Linked DNA regions of Mus musculus: all the other regions are linked to region 4. The links are chromatin contacts, called in public HiChIP or PLAC-seq and promoter capture Hi-C maps. All regions are on one chromosome and are shown on one strand. The core of a region is the stretch at or near the end of the contact, and the rest is flanking DNA. Distances in the headings are between cores, read along the strand shown. Region 1 overlaps Ncoa6 (nuclear receptor coactivator 6). Region 2 holds the start of a (nonagouti). Region 3 holds the start of 2310005A03Rik (RIKEN cDNA 2310005A03 gene). Region 4 holds the start of Dynlrb1 (dynein light chain roadblock-type 1).

Region 1 (2,700 bases), core at 28-2,527, 170 kb after region 4:
GAGTCTTTGAAAGACAGAACAGACTTAGACCCTAGAACTAGAACACACGAGACACTCTGGAACACAACTTTATGGACTGTACAGTAAAGACTTAAGGCTTAAGTATGCCAGGGCTATCAAGGGTATGCCTTCCATCTTAACACTATAGCTTAAAATTCTTGATAAACTACAACAGTAAGTTTTACCCTTTGATGGAAACTGAATTTTGTAGATTTCTCTCTGCTTAGTAGCTTAATTGCTGGTTCATCTCCCTAAAACTTATGTTTCTCTACTATCAATTGTGATTCAAATAAAAATATTTTCTAATTATTTCATCATTATTCTCTTAGTATTAAAGGAAAAAGTTCCCTAGAAGGAAACAGAAATGGAAATATCAAGCATCAGAGAACATACTTAAGCCACACCAGTTCCTTCTGGTTTACACAAGGTCTCATGTAGCTTAGCTTGGCCTCAAACTCAAGTCTGTAGCCGAGAGTGGCTCTGCTCTCCATCTTACCTCCTCTCCCACGTGCTGCATGTGTGCACCACCATGCTCAGCTTTCTTTTTAATTCTTATAGTCACCTACATCAACAAAATTCAACCTTGAAACACAGAGCCGTCCCCAGCAAAGTCTCTCTCTCGTAGGGACATTGAACTCTTTGCAGGTCTTCACCCCTTCTTGTATCTCTTTAGGTAAGAGGGAGAAAGAAGGGACGGAACCTTTCTAGAGCTATGTCTGGGGCAGTAAGCTGGCACTTGATATTCAAGTTCTCTCACTGAATCCTACATATCCTGGGTGGTAAAATTATAATCTCCACTTTACAGGTGAAGTACGAGGAACTCACCAGACTGTAACTGGCAACCAGTGGAGCTAAAATTTGAACTCTGATCATAACCTGAAGCTGGTATCCTTTCTGCTCCTCCTCCTAATTGGTAGGCACTCAAAGTATTTTAGCTGCATAAATAAAAGAGGTATTATTAGCTGGCTTAGATACTGCAGAGGCCCCTAGCTATGACTAACTTATCTCTAGGTATGTGGAGCTTCTGCACTACTTGAGCCATACAGGAGAAAGGAGGTATAAAGACACCTGTTTCCAGTACTAACCACTGACCTAGTGCACAAGAAATAACTTGAACTAGATGTCCACTAATGCAGTTTACTAAGAGGCCATGTCCAAAGGAAACAGGCAATAACACTTAAACCATATTACCGTATTTTAGGTTCTGTGCTAAGCATGTGCTAAGCATTCATTACCTCACTGAAATCTTGTGACTATGACTGTCTCCACATTACAAAGGAGGAAGTGAGACTTGTCCCAGCCCATTGAGCTGGCAAATACTGCAAGTCTATCTGACTTTTCCCCACTCAGATCTTCCTTTGCTTATCATGAAATCTGGTTTTCTGGTAAGCTTTTCTGGAGCAGTCCAAACAGAAAGGCCCCTGAGTTAGCATACAGTGAGAACAAGGCAAGAAGTACAATGGGAGGGGCATAAAGAAGTTGTTGTTCACACTCAAGGGATGATGCCAGGCCAGAGACATAAAAGAGTATAGGCTCAACAAATATTAGACATTTCTGAGCTTCAATCTTTTCACCCACAGGAAGGAATAAGACTATATCAATGGTTGGTATAAAGATGATGTGAGATAGTATGTATGAAAATGCTTTTTAAAACTGAGGAACATATATACACATGAAAATGAAACATGAATCAGTTCAGAAGCCAGGAAAGAACCATGTTAATGAATATAAACTGAACATGGCATTTAAAAGCATATTTTTCAATGTACTTTCAGTAAGTAAATCTACAACTGCCATTTTTCTTCTTTTAAGTAGAAAAGGGCTGTGCTTTCTCTCTTGTGGGACAGGCCAGCAAAAACCTGACATGAGGAGCTGATGCCAAGCTCAAGTACATACCTATGCTGGGTAGAAGCTCTGGATGGGATCCCACCTTCTCCTCCACTAGGCCACCTGCAAGTGGCTCAGATGTTACGCCACCATGATTGCCTTTTGTGGTTGGCGCTGTGGAGATGAGCTCAGAGGGTACCAATGTGGTTACTATTGAGCGTACACTGGTGGGAAGAGCACCGCCAGGTAAGATGGGTCCTGTTGAGGTGGAGCTTGGGCCCATGGGGCTAGAGGTCATTTTTAGTAGAGTGGGTGCTGAGGGTGTTGGGGTTTTACTGTCCAGCTCTGTGGAGCACTGCTCTGTTCCCATTAGCCCAGGAGTTGTGATCTCTAGCCCTGGGCCTTCAGTCTCTCCATCTGCACCATATTGTTCTTCCCCTTTCTCCAGAGAGCCTGTAACTTTCTTACAAGCCTTGGTCAGCAAAATCTGGCCAATTTTGTCCACTTTTCCTTTGCCCTTACTGGATGAGACTGGGCTTCGACGATTGGCAGAGGAGCCTGGACTATTGGTCAAAAGGGGAGAAACTACTGTGGTTGGCTGTGAAGGAGGCAGAGTGCTCTGGTCTGCTGAGGTGTTCGTCTGAGGACTAGCCTCATCTGGATTTAATTCTTTTACTTGCTGGACAGAAGGATTAGGAGCGACAACTGGAGAGGATGTACAAGGAGGGGAAGGCAGCTGAACAGGAGTGGCTCGTGAGCTAAGGACCAATGGCCGACCTGTCTGTATATTTGGAGCAGGACTACTGGAGGGGACATTAGGTGTTACAGGAGCTGAAGAAAATTTTATGTTCTGAGGTATGTGTAAAGGTCCAA
Region 2 (2,700 bases), core at 185-2,684, 220 kb before region 4:
AGAAGGAAGAAAAACCTTAAAATAAATTGAGTAATAGGCTATATTGTAAATAATGTACTCTGATCAATCTAGATTGATAAGTTCTACTAAATTTTCAGCAAAGAGAAAATCAGCAAATTTCAGCAAAGTGTGTGTGTGTGTGTGTACACAATATAGCTATATGCAATGTTTCCAGAAAAATGTAAAGAAAAGACAGGGAGCCATGGCTGAGTTCAAGGAGATCATTCTCGGGGACACGGGGAGTTTGGGGACAGCCTAGGACAGTCTTGGAAAGGGGGTATGGATGTTGAGCAGACAATTTTCCAAGCAAGAAGACCCCAGTTCAGATTCCCAACACCTGTGAGGCTGGCTGTGCCGGTGCACATCTGTTACCATGGCACCATGGGAATCAGAAACAAGAGGATGCCTGGGATTTACTGGCCTGGCCAGTCAGACTAGCTAAACTGGCAAGATCCCTGTTCAGTGTCTCAAAGATCTGAGAGAGAGAGAGAGAGAGAGAGAGAGAGAGAGAGAGAGAGAGAGAGAGAGAGAGAGAGAGAGAGAGAGTCACAGATACAAACACACATACACACACACACACACACACACACACACACACACACACACATATATACATGTTTGTAGTCCACATCTATCCTGTGCTAATGCCTGTAATCCCAGCACATTGGAGATAAAAGCAGGATCAGGAGAATCTGGAGTAAAAGCCACCTTTGGTCTAGCCTGAGCTACATAAGACACTGTCTCAACAAACAAACAAACAAACAAACAAACAAACAAACAAACAAACAAAAGGATTCACATCATCCAGAGGGTCATAAATTGTGACCTTATAAATTTTAGCTTGTTCAAGGAAAAACCCAGAGAAGAGCGGAGAGCCGCAGCCTAATCCTTCAGAGTCAGCTCAAGAACCGCTCCTTCCGGTGGTGAAAATTTGAGAAATTTGAAAATTATGAGACCAATATTGGTAATTCCCTAAGAGAGTCTACCAATCGTGCAGGCCAGGCCTCAGCCATCTGCCTACCCAGTTGGCTTAGTTTCTCTACCAACTGTTCCTTAGCCCACCCAGACTCTCCCAGGGAAGTTCAATTAAGCCGTGCCTTGATGGGATTTGTTTTTCCAGGTCAAGTTACTAGGCCTAGGTTTCTCTGTGTCCCCTGGGGTTAATTCTGAATTAAATCCTCATTAACTCTTTCTATAGAGTAACCTCAGTGCATCCCCTTCTCTTCCATCCTCCCCTAACCTCCATGTCAACACCAATTTCAGTTCCTAAGACTCGGGAGAAATATAGGGAGCGCAGACCACAAAACTTGTGGCCTCTGGGACGAGTCTGAACCTACTGGGCTGAAAGCAAAGGGGTAAGATGGGGAAGGCAGCTACCAGGGACTTCTGGGGGTCTTTAAAAATGTCTCACAGCAATGCTCCTTGCCTCTGCCATTCAAGGACAGGAAAGACATTCTGGCCTGGCTTCCCTTAGGGGAGCTGATGCGGAGTAGAGTCACTTGTGCTGTAAGTAGGAGGAACCTGTTGTCTCGGTTTTGTTGGCTTTGGGGTTCTATCTCCTCCTTCTGTATGGTTCCCTTTCAGGTAGCCTGGGCTGCGGGAGACCTGGCTATAACACAAACCCTGGTCCTAACTTGAACTGTACTGTGGAATATGCTCTTCTCTCCTGCTTGCTGCTTTTCACTCCTTTTCAACGTGAATCTATCAGCATCTTGCTCTTGAGACAGAGTGAAATTTGGAATAATGTTTATAGAATGACCAGTTGTTCTCTTGTTCTTACATTTTAAGTAGCAAACAACAGCTTGCGGCAAGCTTCCTTGGTTAGATGGCCTTTACTCTTTTGTGGGATGCGTAGGAATTCAGTTGGCAACTTTGCTTCCAGATGTGGAAAGAAGTTCTTCCTCGTTTCTTGGAAAGTTAAACGGGTCTATTTGATTCACAGATGGAGGTCAGAGCTGTTAAGAGATTAACACTGAGGATGTAAGCAACATTTTGCTGACTAGCCAAGTATCTCCCCTGCAACCCCCAGTTCTCTTTACCCTGCTTTGCCATTCCCTAGCAGTAAAACCATAAAAAGCATAGTATTCTCAGAAGAACTCCTTGGTGTCAACTTTGACCCAGAGTCACACTGGAATGCTGCTTTATATTTTCTTCAGAGTTGCTTGTAGGATCTGTGTTCAACCCATTCATACAGATCAAAATTTAGCACTTAGGAATCCATCTGTCTGATTAAATTAGTTCACTTTGTACTCATTACAGTAAAAGCCAATCACCCAAATGTCATTTATTGCAACCTGCCTTTGCCTTTATATGTGTTGAATATTTTTAGACTTGATACCCAGTTCGACTAAATGTCCATTAGATGGAAGCTTGAGTGATGCCTGCAACTGTGGCTGAGTCTGCTGTGTCTCAGTGACGTTGGATATTTGTTCCACTGTTTGCTTTGGAGAGGCGTGGGTGGCTGAATGGAGGACACATTAATGTCACGCTTGGTTTTCTTTGTTTGAGGGAGATCTTATGGACCAAGAGCATCTCAGCCCCAGCATCCAGTGCTCTGGTGGCGCTCATGCTGTCCCCAGAGGTCTCGTGTGTATTCTGAAGGTTTGCTCAGCCGACTCTCTTCGGTTCTGACTTGATTCTTTCCAGCAGGAAATTGCATCTGCCATCCAAGCCTCCTCCCTCCTTCTGCTTTAAAGTTGT
Region 3 (2,715 bases), core at 60-2,559, 140 kb before region 4:
GACTGGCTGTGTGATCCTGGACAGACTGCATCACCTCATGGACATTTTTTCATCTGTGAGGGGAAGATTTCCTGGCAGTGGTCTGAGAAATGGTGGCAAGGACTGAAGGAGTTACATGCATGGAGAGTACTGTACCACCAGTTGGGCAGAGATGGAATTGCACTTCTTTTTGCTCTGTCTTTTCATCATCTTAGAAGTGGGTGGAGCCTCCTCTTCATAATTCCTACAGGGTTTAATACTGAGGAGAAACTTTGTAAAGTAAAGGATTTTTAGGGTTGGGGCGGTGGCACAGTAGGTAAAGCGCTCGCTGTGTCAGCCTGAGGACCCGGGCTGGTACTTACAACAAAGCATGGTATGATCATCAATAATGCCAGCACAGTTGCATAACGACGGGCACATCCCCGGGGAATCAGCTGCCAGCCAATCTCATGCTAGGTTCAGTGAGCAATTTCTCCCCAAAAATAAGCTGGAGAAGGACAGAGGATGACGCTGAACTTTGACCTCTGGCCTCCACACACATGCATGAGTGAGTGCACCCACATCAACACACACACACACATGTGAAAAACAAATCTTTTAAAATAATAATATGGGTCCCTAAGTACTGGAATTGAGAACAGTGCCTACATCCCAACGTTTGTAAGATGTCAGTGGACTGCAGAATAAGTGTGGGGATAGTCCTCATGGTAATTATTTGAAGTTTCTTTCGGGCGGTAGTAAATGTCAAATTCTTTCCATTAACCATCTCTATCGTCTTTGTTCCTCTGCAGGGGCTGAGTCAGCCTGTTGGGTGACCCAGGCCTGCCCTAGGGGAGGGAGGAAGCTACACAACTAAGTCCTTTGAGCCTCACCCCTGGCCAGAGGGCATCAGCAATTGGAAAGTAGCCCGGCTTTATGGGGAAACAATGGTACCAGCCAGCTGCGGGTGAAGCTGGGCTGAGCCGCCTGGCCTGATCTGGTGCGTGTTAAGAAGGGTGCCCCTCACACCTGAAGGGTCCACTTCACTTGAAGACAACTTAAGTATCCATCAATCAGAGACAATTCTTAAAGCACTTTGGAAAGGGTGGCTCAAGAGAGTCAGGGAATGTAGGAAGGGAACCCCCTGAGCATTCCCCATGAACAGCTCTATGCATGAAATCCCCCAGTCTCCCTGCTAGAGGACCTCAGAGTCCATGGAATTGAACTATTCTGGCACATGGGGGAGAAAACAAAGGATCCCTAAGGGGCCGAAAGCTGTCTGAGGTCCCATATTACTAACAACCACAGAGCTGGAGCTAAAATCCGGGTTCCCTTTGACACGCCGAGTCCACACCGAGAAGCGATGTGTGCATAGCCTTTTATGAGCACACTCAAGTCCACATCTCTGACGAGTGTCCATCTGACACATAAGATAGTGTCTGGTCACCTGACCCCTGGAATCTGAAGCATGCGTGTCTCCAGGACAGACTCTTGCCTGTCTGACTGTCAAGTCTGTAATGCAGTAATTGCCAGAGTTCAAAGCCTGCCTCTAGAGTCTGGAAAAATAGCCCATAGATAAAATACTTGCTATACAAGCACACGTTCCAGAGTTCAAATCTCCAGAACCCATAACATCCAGGTGTGGCAGTAAGCTTCTGTAGTCCCAGTGTGGGAGTGAGTAGATAGAGGTGATCCTGTGGGTGGGGCTTTCTAGCAGGTCAATCTAGTCAAACCATTCAGCTGCAGTTTCAATGAGAGACCTTGTCTCAAAAAATCAGGTGTGGAAGCAATAAGGAAGACACCCATTGTCAAGCCGTGACTTCAACTTACACCAGTGTGAGCAGGCACATCCCCAGACGTGTGTGCATTCACATATCACACATACTTGCACACAAACTCACAAAGCTCAGGGATAACACTTCCTATGGGCGTGACCTTGGATAAATTAGTTTATTGCTTTGGTGGCTCCGAGATGGCCCTCAGTGATCTTTACCTCAGGGTGTCTATGCCCTTACGTGGACAGTTTTCTGGGGAAGGGGGGAGGAGGGGGGAGGGGGGGGGTTCCTCCCACAGGGTATCTATTCCCTGTTGTAGGCAGTTCCTTCTCACGAATGCGACTGGCCTCTGTAACCACTGAAGGATTGCAGAAGTGAGAGCCCAACCTCAGGTCAGAGAAGCCATGAGAAGTTCTATCTTGCTCTCTTGAGCCACTGGCTATGGGGAGAGTCAGCTCCCATGTCAAGCTGCTCAAGGAAAGAGCCACACAGCTAGGGGCTGAGTCCATTTTCTGCTGCTATAACACGTATAAAGAAGTTTAATTGGCTCAAAGTCCTTGAGCTCTCTGCTGAGGGCCTTCTTGCTGCATCATGACTCAGATGCATGGAAAAAAAGGAACAGGGTGTGTGTGTGTGTGTGTGTATGCTGGGGCTGTTGGTGGGGGCTGGTCTTGCTCTTGCTTCTGATGATCAACCCACTCCCACAATGCTGGCTTTAGTTTCCTGATATGATTAACCTCCTGACAACCTCCCAACACTTTCAGAATAGCATCAACATCAGAAGAGGCATTCAGACCATGTGTTACAAGTACAGAGACGCCGGGTGGTGGTGGCACACACCTTTAATCCTAGCACTTGGGAGGCAGAGGCAGGTGGATTTCTGAGTTCGAGGCCAGCCTGGTCTACAAAGTGAGTTCCAGGACAGCCAGGGCTATACAGAGAAACCCTGTCTCAAAAAAACCAAAACCAAAACAAAACAACA
Region 4 (2,811 bases), core at 236-2,735:
TTTTGTTTTGTTGGGGGTTGCTTATGTTTCTGCTTTGGAGACAAGCATCCATCTGTGAAGCTCAAGCTGGCCTAGAACCTGCTATCCTGCTTCAGCCTTCCAGGTGCTGAGATTACAGCTGTGTGCCAACCAGACCTGATTGACTTTGAGATCCTCCTCAGCCCAGTACATCCTTTTGGAGAGAGTGCTGTTCAATGCCATGGAGCAGTGGTTCTCAACATGTGGGTGGGTCATGACCCCTTTGGGGTAGCATATCAGATATCCTGAATATCAGATATTTATATTACAACTCATAACAGTAACAAAATTAGTCATGAAGTAGCTACGAAATCATTGTATGGTTGGGGGTCACCACAACCTGAGGAACTGAATTAAAAGGTCAGAGTATGCCGGGCGTGGTGGCGCACGCCTTTAATCACAGCACTCCGGAGGCAGAGGCAGGTGGATTTCTGAGTTCGAGGCCAGCCTGGTCTACAAAGTGAGGTCCAGGACAGCCAGGGCTATACAGAGAAACCCTGTCTCGAAAAACAAAAATAAATAAATAAATAAATAAATAAAAATCAGAGTATTAGGAGGGTTGAAGACGATTGCCTTAGAGAATATCCCTCAATATGGGTTTAATTTTCTTAAGATTGGATTTTAGTGGCAAATGCCAGGGAGGTCATGTTCCCTTAGTCCATCATACTAGGTGCACAGGACATCAATACAGATACCGTTATCCTTGGTCTGATTTAGTGATGCCTGCTGCACTCTTAATGCAAACCTCACTGAGGAAAAGGTACTTGCCATGAAACTCTGGAAGCAGATCATCAGGCTTGGTGTCAGCAAGTCCCATTGCGGGAAGAAACGTTCGTGAAGAAAGTGGAGGTGCCAATCACACAGTGAGGCTATTGAAGTAAGCTATGCGACTTTCCTGCGACAAAGGTTCGTTACATGCCAGTGTTTTAAGCTAGGTTTTCTGCTAGAAACCCGGATATTTTTCATAGCCTGCAAGAGTACACAATGACCAGAGGACAAGACAGGTCTTTGGGAGAACTGGTCCTCTAAAGAGGTGAGAAACTGGCAGGGCAAAGAAGTAAAAAAAAAAAAAAAAAAAAAAAAGTTTCTTTCAAGAAACACAGGCATGCGGTGGAGCTCGCGACCCCACATCTTACACGCCCAGGACAGCCTTGACTAATTCATCCCAGAGCTTGTTCATGAGATGCCCAACCTCGGGGCTGCCCATGTCCTCAGCTCATTTAGGTTCCTGCTCTCTGCCTCAATCTGGGCCAAAGGGAATTAGTTCAGCAACAGTTGGCCTCAGCCCAGGGACCTGGATTGAATACTGAAAACACGCCAAGACATGACAACTCGTCCTCACCGATGGAGAGGAAATTCTCCACAGCAGCTTCCTTCTTTCCCAAAGGGTTGAGTCCTTGCTTCGTTGACTCCCGTCAGCCCGCCCATCACTGCTGGCTCCTGATAGGCTGCTCGATCTGTCCGTCTCCACAAAGGACTGTGCGCAGGCTCAGAAGGGCGGGGAACGCGGCTAAGTGTTGGCGATTCGGAGCTGCAGGATCCGTCCGAGATGGTGAGTGTCCACCCAAGGCGGCGGTAGCGGGCTGCGGCCACCCGGCGTGACCATCCCCCGGTAGGGGTTCTGGTCGTTGGGCGTCGCCCCGCGGGACCCGGGGATGCGGGCCTTTAGTCCCAGCCGAGGCGGAGCGACCGGAAGCTGGTCTGTGAGGGGTCGCCCCGGAGGCCCGCCCTCCGGCTCGAGTACAGTTTTGCTTTTTGGTCAGTGTTGGGAGACCCCGGCCGGGCTGCGACGTTTTCTGAAGTCCGGCATATGGCAGGCACCCTGGGCGTAAGCGCTTACGTGCATGGCCTTTCCTCCTCCGCTCTGGGAAGTAGGTACGGCCATTAGGGCCATCTTCACACTTGGAATCCTAAGGCAGCGATCCCCGGGATTCGAACTCTGCAGGCTTGACTGCTGCCTGTGGGTTCAGTTTGGCGTTGGGGTCAGGTACCGGCGAGGTCCACCCCACGGGGGTCAGGGTGGTGCTTTCAACCCTCACAAGTGTACAGAATTTATAAGGCCTTTTCCGTCGTTAAACCAAACCTCAGAATTTTATTTACAACGGATGCACGCTTGCAATTCCAGCTCTGGGAAGGCGAAGGCAAAAGCAAAAGGATTTGAAGTTGGAGGGCAGCTTAGGATATAAAACGCCCAAGCTATTTTTGTTTTTAAAGTTAAATATTTTATGTATATAAGTAGTGTTTTGCTTGTATGTATTGTTAAGTGTTCCTGCTGCTAAAGAAGGGTTTCGTGGGCACTCCACGGAAGCCCAGGAACCACACAGCTCTGAGGGGAGAAGGTGTCCCATGGAAGGGCATACTGAGACACGGGGCCAGGAAGCACACAACTCTGAGAGGAAGTCTCCTCAACAGCAGGGAGGGTATCCCCAGCTGAGCCGGGTAGTTCAGGAGTCTCATTGCAGGGACAAATCCAGGGTGTGGAGGGATGAATCCTGGGGTGGCTGTCTCTGCTCTGGGAAGTGGGCAGCAGGACACCAAACAAAGAAGAAGTCTTAAGTAGGATTTCTTAGGTGGCAGAGCTTCTCAGGGCAGAGATTTCCAGAGTGAGAATTGGTTGGGATTTGGGGGAGCTCTGGGATTGGTAGGTTTTCCTGTCCAGGCATTGGTGGGGTTTTTTTGCCCCCCTTTTCCTTCATCAGGACCATTGAGCTAGGATGGGAAGGCCTTCCCAACTGCAGGCAGCTGCCATCACTGTTGAGATGTTTGGGGAGGCCAGAGAGGACATGGTACCAG

The links. Promoter capture Hi-C pulls out the DNA fragments that hold promoters and counts their contacts. HiChIP or PLAC-seq counts read pairs in DNA pulled down with a chosen protein or histone mark.
Region 1: an H3K27ac HiChIP or PLAC-seq map of microglia shows a contact between it and region 4, with 6 times the contacts expected there. The contact joins the enhancer-like site here to the promoter of Dynlrb1 in region 4. A contact is called at or near these places in 18 of 39 promoter capture datasets (the C10 cell line, the HPC-7 cell line, HPC-7-derived erythroid cells and 13 more), 1 of 15 datasets of contacts at CTCF or cohesin (large pre-B cells), 14 of 484 Hi-C or Micro-C datasets (the AML12 cell line, B cells, the HPC-5 cell line and 11 more), 16 of 115 datasets of contacts at active chromatin or transcription factors (the NIH/3T3 cell line, the SCID.adh cell line, bone marrow-derived macrophages and 9 more) and 4 of 9 other capture datasets (adipose tissue, embryonic stem cells, liver and 1 more).
Region 2: a contact with region 4 is called in an H3K4me3 HiChIP or PLAC-seq map of embryonic stem cells, with 15 read pairs. The contact joins the promoter of a here to the promoter of Dynlrb1 in region 4. A contact is called at or near these places in 2 of 39 promoter capture datasets (the C10 cell line and embryonic stem cells), 2 of 115 datasets of contacts at active chromatin or transcription factors (both in embryonic stem cells) and 1 of 9 other capture datasets (pancreatic islet).
Region 3: a promoter capture Hi-C map of liver shows a contact between it and region 4, with 5 times the contacts expected there. The contact joins the promoter of 2310005A03Rik here to the promoter of Dynlrb1 in region 4. A contact is called at or near these places in 14 of 39 promoter capture datasets (the 3T3-L1 cell line, 3T3-L1-derived adipocytes, the C10 cell line and 8 more), 2 of 484 Hi-C or Micro-C datasets (liver and nephron progenitors), 6 of 115 datasets of contacts at active chromatin or transcription factors (bone marrow-derived macrophages, cardiomyocytes, embryonic stem cells and 1 more) and 3 of 9 other capture datasets (adipose tissue, liver and pancreatic islet).

Annotation. Positions count from the first base shown.
Region 1 is chr2:155,403,579-155,406,278 of GRCm38.p6, forward strand. It overlaps Ncoa6 (nuclear receptor coactivator 6), which reads right to left. Exons shown (of 14, transcript NM_019825.3): 10 at 1,897-2,700. Among named protein-coding and RNA genes, the nearest start is that of Trp53inp2, 23 kb to the left of the region's middle. Within about 2 kb of position 1,278, at least 68 of the 459 cell types and tissues checked have an H3K27ac peak or open chromatin away from gene starts, as enhancers often do. A contact at or near this core is called in B cells, the HPC-5 cell line, the HPC-7 cell line and 8 more, where this site is marked.
Region 2 is chr2:155,012,136-155,014,835 of GRCm38.p6, forward strand. It overlaps a (nonagouti), which reads left to right and starts at 1,435. Exons shown (of 4, transcript NM_015770.3): 1 at 1,435-1,506.
Region 3 is chr2:155,098,770-155,101,484 of GRCm38.p6, forward strand. 2310005A03Rik (RIKEN cDNA 2310005A03 gene) reads right to left here and starts at 1,310. Exons shown (of 3, transcript NR_040634.1): 1 at 1,259-1,310; 2 at 342-466; 3 at 1-238. It overlaps Gm45609 (a long non-coding RNA gene), which reads left to right. Exons shown (of 3, transcript XR_001783519.2): 3 at 1-741.
Region 4 is chr2:155,235,048-155,237,858 of GRCm38.p6, forward strand. Dynlrb1 (dynein light chain roadblock-type 1) reads left to right here and starts at 1,486. Exons shown (of 4, transcript NM_025947.3): 1 at 1,486-1,570. The coding sequence starts at 1,568. It overlaps Gm52565 (a long non-coding RNA gene), which reads right to left and starts at 1,456. Exons shown (of 2, transcript XR_003954076.1): 1 at 1,361-1,456.